Linked DNA regions of Rattus norvegicus: region 2 is linked to region 1. A link is a contact called in public Hi-C data. All regions are on one chromosome and are shown on one strand. The core of a region is the stretch at or near the end of the contact, and the rest is flanking DNA. Distances in the headings are between cores, read along the strand shown.

The links. Hi-C and Micro-C count contacts between places; a contact is called where the count stands out from the background.
Region 2: a Hi-C map of Schwann cells shows a contact between it and region 1, with 2.4 times the contacts expected there. The contact joins the promoter of Nav2 here to the enhancer-like site in region 1. A contact is called at or near these places in 5 of 12 Hi-C or Micro-C datasets (the A7r5 cell line, the Rat2 cell line, Schwann cells and 2 more).

The regions. Positions count from the first base shown.
Region 1 is chr1:108,059,460-108,062,930 of GRCr8, reverse strand. It overlaps a transcript of Nav2 not described here. Among named protein-coding and RNA genes, the nearest start is that of Nav2, 33 kb to the left of the region's middle. Within about 2 kb of position 1,255, at least 17 of the 93 cell types and tissues checked have an H3K27ac peak or open chromatin away from gene starts, as enhancers often do. A contact at or near this core is called in the A7r5 cell line and Schwann cells, where this site is marked.
Region 2 is chr1:108,092,479-108,095,921 of GRCr8, reverse strand. It overlaps Nav2 (neuron navigator 2), which reads right to left and starts at 1,286. Exons shown (of 38, transcript NM_138529.1): 1 at 1,029-1,286. The coding sequence starts at 1,286.

The DNA of each region.
Region 1 (3,471 bases), core at 6-2,505:
TCCTGGACTCCAAACCCTGGCATTTTAGAGACTGACCAGAGCCTATGAGAGTAGAGACCACTGGTATGAAGTAGGGAGATGTTTATCACAAAAAAGGGAATCCCACTGCTATCCCCAGTCAGATACTGCAGAAGGTTGAAGCAGGCCAGAAGCCATGGATACAAAGCAATCAAGCCAAGGAGCTTCTAGAAGACCAAGTCAGTCCATCCTGACTCCAGCCATTGTGCACACAGTGGTGGAAACACATTGGATTTGAAGATCCTTGGGTTCGTCAGTCAGCTCCACTAGGCAGACTTGGTGTCTCTTCACTGTTCAAAACTCAGTTTCCCTCTATGGGGCAGTGGAGCTGAATAACTGCTGTGCAAATTAGGCTGGGCACGAATGACACTTGTGCTCCTAGTACGGTATCATTACTTGACAGTGATCCCTAGCAATGGGTCATCCCAAGAGAACCTTATCTCTGTGTATGGCATTGCCCCATTTGTGCTCAAGTCCTGGGCCTATCTCTCATTAGGAAGTTAGTGAACCACTGCCAGTCACAACTAACTCTAATTCATTTAATAATTTAATGGAAAGTGCTTGGCATTGTACCTGGCACATAGTAAGTGCTCAATAAATATTGGTGCTTGCTGACAGAACTAAGTTATATACAACATTCCCAACATGTGGCTTTGAGAAGTCTACCATTGTCTTTTTGGGGTGACGGGTGGATAGGGGAGCTGGGACACCCATCTTCTTGGCAGGTATGTTCATTATGAATCTAAGGAGACACACTTTATTTATATTTATATATTATTAATTATCTGTATTGGAAAGCCTGCTGTAGCCAGTTGCTTTATAAACACAACAATTATCTGGAATAAACATTATTACCCCCGTTTTACAGAAGAAAAATTGAAGTTCAGAAAGGTGAAGTGAGTAGCCTAAGAAAACAGAGCAGTTAGGGAAACAGGCAGTATTCTAACGCAGGTCAAAGCTGACTCTGACCAGGTAAGGGTACTCCACGGCTCTCCCCTATGTATAGCTTGTGGGAAGGCTGTCTGACAGTTTCCTAGCAGAGTTATTCAGCTCTGTTAGCCTGCCTAGGGTAGCTGATCTTCAAACATTCAAAATTGGGAGCAGAAAAAAAAAAGTTCAAAACAATAAAGAGTGATTCAGAGTGAGTCCTCCCTTGGCGGTTACGGGAAATGGGGAGGTGACAGCTTAGTCACGGTGGAATGGCCCAGTCCTTACTCATGGGCAGGAGGTCACACTGCTCAGGACAGAAGCCAGCAGAGCTTCTGGTGCCAAGAAGGCAGGAAGAGGCCCCAGCCAGGAGGGGAAGCGGGGAGAGGGAGCTGAACAGAATCCATCCTGGAAGAGGTTCAGGCCTGAGGACATCTAAGCTCCCAGAGCCTCTCCACATCCCCCATCTCCCGGTTAACTACTCTCTGTATTCAGACCCAGCCTAATGGGAGGAGCTTTCTACCCCTTCCCGCCCCTCAGGTGACACATCAGCCTGGGGTAGCTGGTGGTGAGCACTTTCCACCCTCTCACCCTTCTGTCCCATTCTTCAAGTGGGAGTGGCCCACTCCGTATTATGCACTGTGCTCCACATGAAAAGCCCTGGTCCTCGGGACACTCAGAGATAATCACTGGGACAATCACAGATGTTGAGAGCATTGGCAAAAGAAGGCTGTGCCACAGGTGGCACAGGGCATTGAAGCCACCAGAAGGATGCCCTGGCTCCAAGTGTTTGAGTTGAACAGTTGTTGTCCAGGCTTGTGTTTGAGAGGACTGAAGAGACGTCTCCATGGTTAATAGCAAGCTCTACTCTTGGAGGGGCTGAGTTCAGTTCCCAGGGCTCACATCAGATGGCCTACAGCCACCTGTGACTCTGGGATTCATCCTGTGGCTCCTTCTGGACTTCATGGGCACTGGCGCGTACACACACACACACACACACACACACACACACACACACACACACACACACAAATATACACAGAAAATTAAATCCCCAAACATGTCATGACTCTTTTGTCATGAACACAGCAGTTCATTATAGAGTCTTTCCATGTCAATCAATCTTCATCCACACAATGTAAAGTCTACTTTCTTTCCACTGGCTTCTGATTGGCCGAGGGAGGGCTGGTTCACTCCGTAAGCACCCTAGTGCTCCATACTGCACCAGACGCTTCTCCACAGACCCCCTTTGCCTCTTAGGCAAATGAGACCTGCTTCTCCGAGCATCCGGGCCTTCTGTTTAAGCTGTAACCTTAGCGTCTGACTCTGGAGCTGGATGCTCACTGCTTTGCACACATCCCGGCAGGATTTCTCCTTCATCACTGCCATTTTCCAACACTGCAACCTTCTCTCCTTGCTGATGGCTTCTCACATATAGCCTCTGGGTCTCTTTTTGTCTCTCCTCCACTTCTGTTCATCTCAGACCCCAGCCCAGCTCCTCAGTGTCTGGGACACAAGAGAATTCAGTACACATTGATGGGAGGGGAGCAAAGAAGAGAAGCCTCAGGCTCACTGTTTGGCCCTCTAAGATGGGGACATACAATCTTCCATTAGCTCTGTGCCAAGACCCAGGGCACAAACTGAAGGGTGGGCCTTCCTGAGGTCAGACCCTCTGTCTGTTGATGTGTGTTAGGTGTGTAGTTTGGATTGTAAATCCCCCAGAGACACTTGCATTTAAAGTTTGCTCCTACATTGGTGCTTTCTGAGAAGCGGTGGGAACTTGAAGAGGTGAGTCCTGGCACAGGTTTTGGGTCACTGCGGCCAAGGTCCCCAAGAGTGTGTGGGACCTTAGTCTTTCCTTCTCTCCTCTTGCTTCCTTTGCCCTGTTAGCTACTTTTCTCATTGCTGTGACCAAACACCTGACGAGATGCCACTTAAAGGAGAGTTGCTTTCATTGGGTTCACGGTTCAAAGGGACACAGACTAGAATGGTGGGGAAGTCACGGTGGCCAGTGCTCAGGAAGTAGACTGGGCATAAAACGTCCAGGACCCACTCCACCCCTGGGGACCCATTTCCTTCTGCAAGTGTCTACCTCCTGAAGATTCTATAACCTTCCAAAATAGTGCCACCAGCTGAGCAGTAAGTATGAAACACAAGAGCCCCTAGGGGGTGGGGTAGCATCCCTGGCCCCAAAGCAAAGGACCAAACGAACACAGAAGAACACCTCAAAAACCAAGAGTCAAATAGCCTCTTTATACCTTAGGTGTTTGCAATAGAAAGTTGGTGAACACTCTAGGCTTGGGGAGGTACTAAGTCTATTCAGGGTTCAACTTCTTATTCCTTAAATGAGACTGCTGACCACACCAAGTTCACCAGGCTAGCACAAAGTTTCAACCCTACATTCAACAACCTTGTAGCAGAAAGGGGGCCTAGTCACTCATACAAGCCATAAATTCTCTTCATTCATCCTCTTGGCTTGTGCTTTACCCAGACATGAGCTGGTCTCTCGACTCCCCTCAGAAGGAG
Region 2 (3,443 bases), core at 37-2,536, 33 kb before region 1:
CCAACTCCAGACTGCCTCCCCTTCTGGATTCCCGATTCTCCTCTCCTGACTGGGACAGCCACACCAGTCAGGTCAGCCTGTCCCTAAAAGTCCCTGCTGACTGGCAGCCAAGAAAATACAGCATGGCCCTGCTCCCTCCTGCCAGAAGAGGGGGGAAGGCAGCAGGGAAGGCAGGAGTCCAAGAGAAACTGATTGGCCCTTCAGGATTTCCTTAAAAGAGATTGCACGGCCAGGGCCTGTCACCCAGCCCAGTAGGGGGATGCCTGCTCTGCCAGGAAAGGTAGAAGTCACCATTTCTCTTTCAGCCATTCTCTCACCCACACACCATCACCTCCGTAATCACCAGAGCCACCAACACTGGCAGCATAGACTACCCAAGAAGGAGGGGCTTAGATTCGGCAGCCATTCTGAGACAGCCAAGCCACTCCAGTCACCAGGAGTCTGTAGCAGCTAGCACTCGGCAGCACCTGGTCAGAATCCCTTCCCCCTAAAGATGGGGCAGAAACCAGTCATCTCCAAGCTAGGAGGAGGGTAACTTCAGGGCAATCACTCAGTTCCCTTGTCCTGGATCTCACAGCTGGCAGGTGATATCCAATTCATCAAGGCACCAGACCACTCCTTCTCCGAGTTACAACCCGAGGCACTGCTATAGACACACATCACAGCAGCAGATACCACTCCTTGGGGCCAAGCTCTCAGCATTGATGGCCCTAGCATTTCCGATGCCAGCATTCGGTTTTTGAAAGCATCTCTAAACCTGCTCCAATCCCATAAAAGCAGCTGGCTGCCAGAACCCCTTAGCTTTGCAGAGCTCCTCAGGAGAACCTCTGGCACCCTGGCCAGCTAAGTCCCTCCTGGCCACACCCACTGACCAATGTATCCTTCTAATCTGCCAGCATAAGGGGTATGCGTCCTCTCTCCAATCACATTATGGTAGCCTCTCCTCAAGGCAGCCGTACCCCTCCCTCATGAAGGATCCTCCATCACTCCCACCATGTAATAGTGCCCCAGCACACAGCACTGCTCACCTGGGTATCGAACCCGTTCTCCAGAGAGCTGCTCTTCCGCAACGGGAGCCCCTCCCCCGTCGGCTCCTGCAGCCCCTGCGATTTCAGGGGGATTTGGCTAGTGTAGGCCGTCTTGCTCACCTCTACCTTGCTTCCCAACTTAAGATAGCAGGGTTGAGGACCAGTCCGGGCCGGGGGGACGTGCAGGATGGGCGCGGCGCTATGCACCGGTTTGGGCAGTCCCGATTTCATTTTGGAGGCTACCAGGATGGCCGGCATCTTCTCCCTGGGCTTTGGCTTTCCCAGCACGTCCCTGGCAGCGGCGGCGGAGGCGACCGCTAAAGGCAGCGCGGGCAGCCGAGCAGGCGCCGGGCCTCGGCCCGCGAGGCGCCCACCAACAGTGGAAGAAAAAACAAAAAAAACCCAAAAAACAAAATCCCCGGGTCGGGGAATTGGGGAAATCCAGTGAGTGCGCCTGCCGGGTGGCGGGCTAGTCACTGCCCTCAGCAGGTCCCACCTGCGCGGATGTCGCAGCGGGAGGGCTGCTCAGAAGCTCTGGGCTCTCGCGGAAGGCTGCCTCTGGCAATTCTTCTCCTGGGAAACTGAGGCGTGGACGCCCATATTAACTTGTCATTGCGTCTCCGAAGTGAGAAGGCTCCTTAGGAAGAGACACAGGCTACGGGGACGCACACGTCGCGCTCTGGAGCCTGCCGGTGTGAATCTTCGAGCAAAAGAGCGGAGGATGGGGAAACGGAGGGCACACGGAGCCCAAGATGTCTCAACCGCGAGGCGGCTGTCACTCTGAAAACGCGCCGCAGTGTCACCCGCGCCTAGGCAGACTCGGGGCGATCTCCGCAGACAGGTCTGTCTGGGCGTGACAGTCGATCACCGATGCTCACAAGCCCCTCGAACACCAAGCACGTGAGCTCCCGCGGCTCTGGCCATGCTCCGTGCGCTCCAGCGCAGCACGGCGGTGGTGGCAGGGCGCGGGCACCGGGATGCGCAGCTGGCCAGGCTGGCTGCGCTGCGCTAAGCAGAGCTCCCGGGAAGGCAGCGCGGGCTGCAGGGTTGGACGCAGGGGAGGACCGGCTGCGGCGCGCGCTGACAGCCCGGGCCGTTCCCGGGCGCCCATTGGTTCGCGGCGGACCAATCCGCGGTCGCGACTCGCACTGCAAGGGGGCGTGGCCTCAACTCCGCGGGGCCGCCGCCGAAACTCTGGGGCCGCGCTTGGCCGCAAGTACAAAGCGAGCTGGTGGCCGCTCTGCGGCATGGCCCCGGCGCGCGCCTCCCCGCGGGCCGCCACCCCCGCGTCCCGGGAGCGGCCTTTGAAAACGCCGTTGGGTTGCAGATTCCCGCCTCCCTCCACCCTCTGGCATGTGTCGGGGAAATCGGTTTCTCTTTTTCAAATCGCTCGGGTAATCTCAACGGTTTTGCGGGTTCCGGAGGCACGCCCCAGCCTCTCTGCACCTCCAACGGGATTGACAGGGCGGGTCTCCTTGTCCCCTGCTTGAAGGACACTCCAGCCATTTCTTCTTTCCGGGTGGGCTCAGGGGCGTTCCAACAGCTTCCTCTGCGACATTCAAAGGTTGCACGTTGCACTTAAGTATTTGAAGTATTTATAGGCTAATACAATGGCCGGGGAAGCTTCGCGCCCAAAGACAACTCCTCCTTGCCACCTACCACAGACTGTAATTAGAGTGGCTTGGTGACCCGGGCAGGCTGAGGCTAAACCCGCCCTGGTTTCATGCAGGCCTGCCTGGCAGGCTGCGCCTGGGACGTGCCAAGCTCACAGGTTCCTCCGCTTGGAATCGCTGGAGGATCTCTTCCTCTCTGACTCCCGGTCTGAGAGCTGAAGGGAAATAAGATTGTCCAGACAGGTTGCCTCGGGACTGATCTTCAAGGAGGCCCACCCCAGAGAGCAGTTTGGATTTGAGTTGGGAAGTTTTACCATCTTTACAGACCTTCCAGTGTCTCATGCAAATCAAGTGGAGGTTTGAATACATTTCCCTAAAAGCACCGTCCAGCTAAATGAGATAGTGTCTGGAAGTATAGGGACCAGGAAAAAAATGTATTATTAATGTTTCCACCCAGTATGTCCCACTGTCATCTCTTTAAGCCACTTTTCTGGGTCTAGGATGGATGTTCTTACTTTATTCTTGCCCTATTTCCTGATCTACAACATCCACAGGGTTGACTTTCAATCATCCTAATGCAATAGATTTATCACTCTCAAACATACCGGGCAAAACTCTAAGGTGGCCAGGAATGGTGGTGTAAGCCTATAATTTCTGCTACTTCAGGGGCTGAAGTAGGAGGCTCCCCGCTTGAGGATACTTTAATGAGCTTCTTTGTCCAAATAAAAGTAAAATAGGGTTGGAGATGTAGCTCGGTGGTGGACAGTTTGCTTGCTTCACATGTGCCAGAATCTGGTTTCAG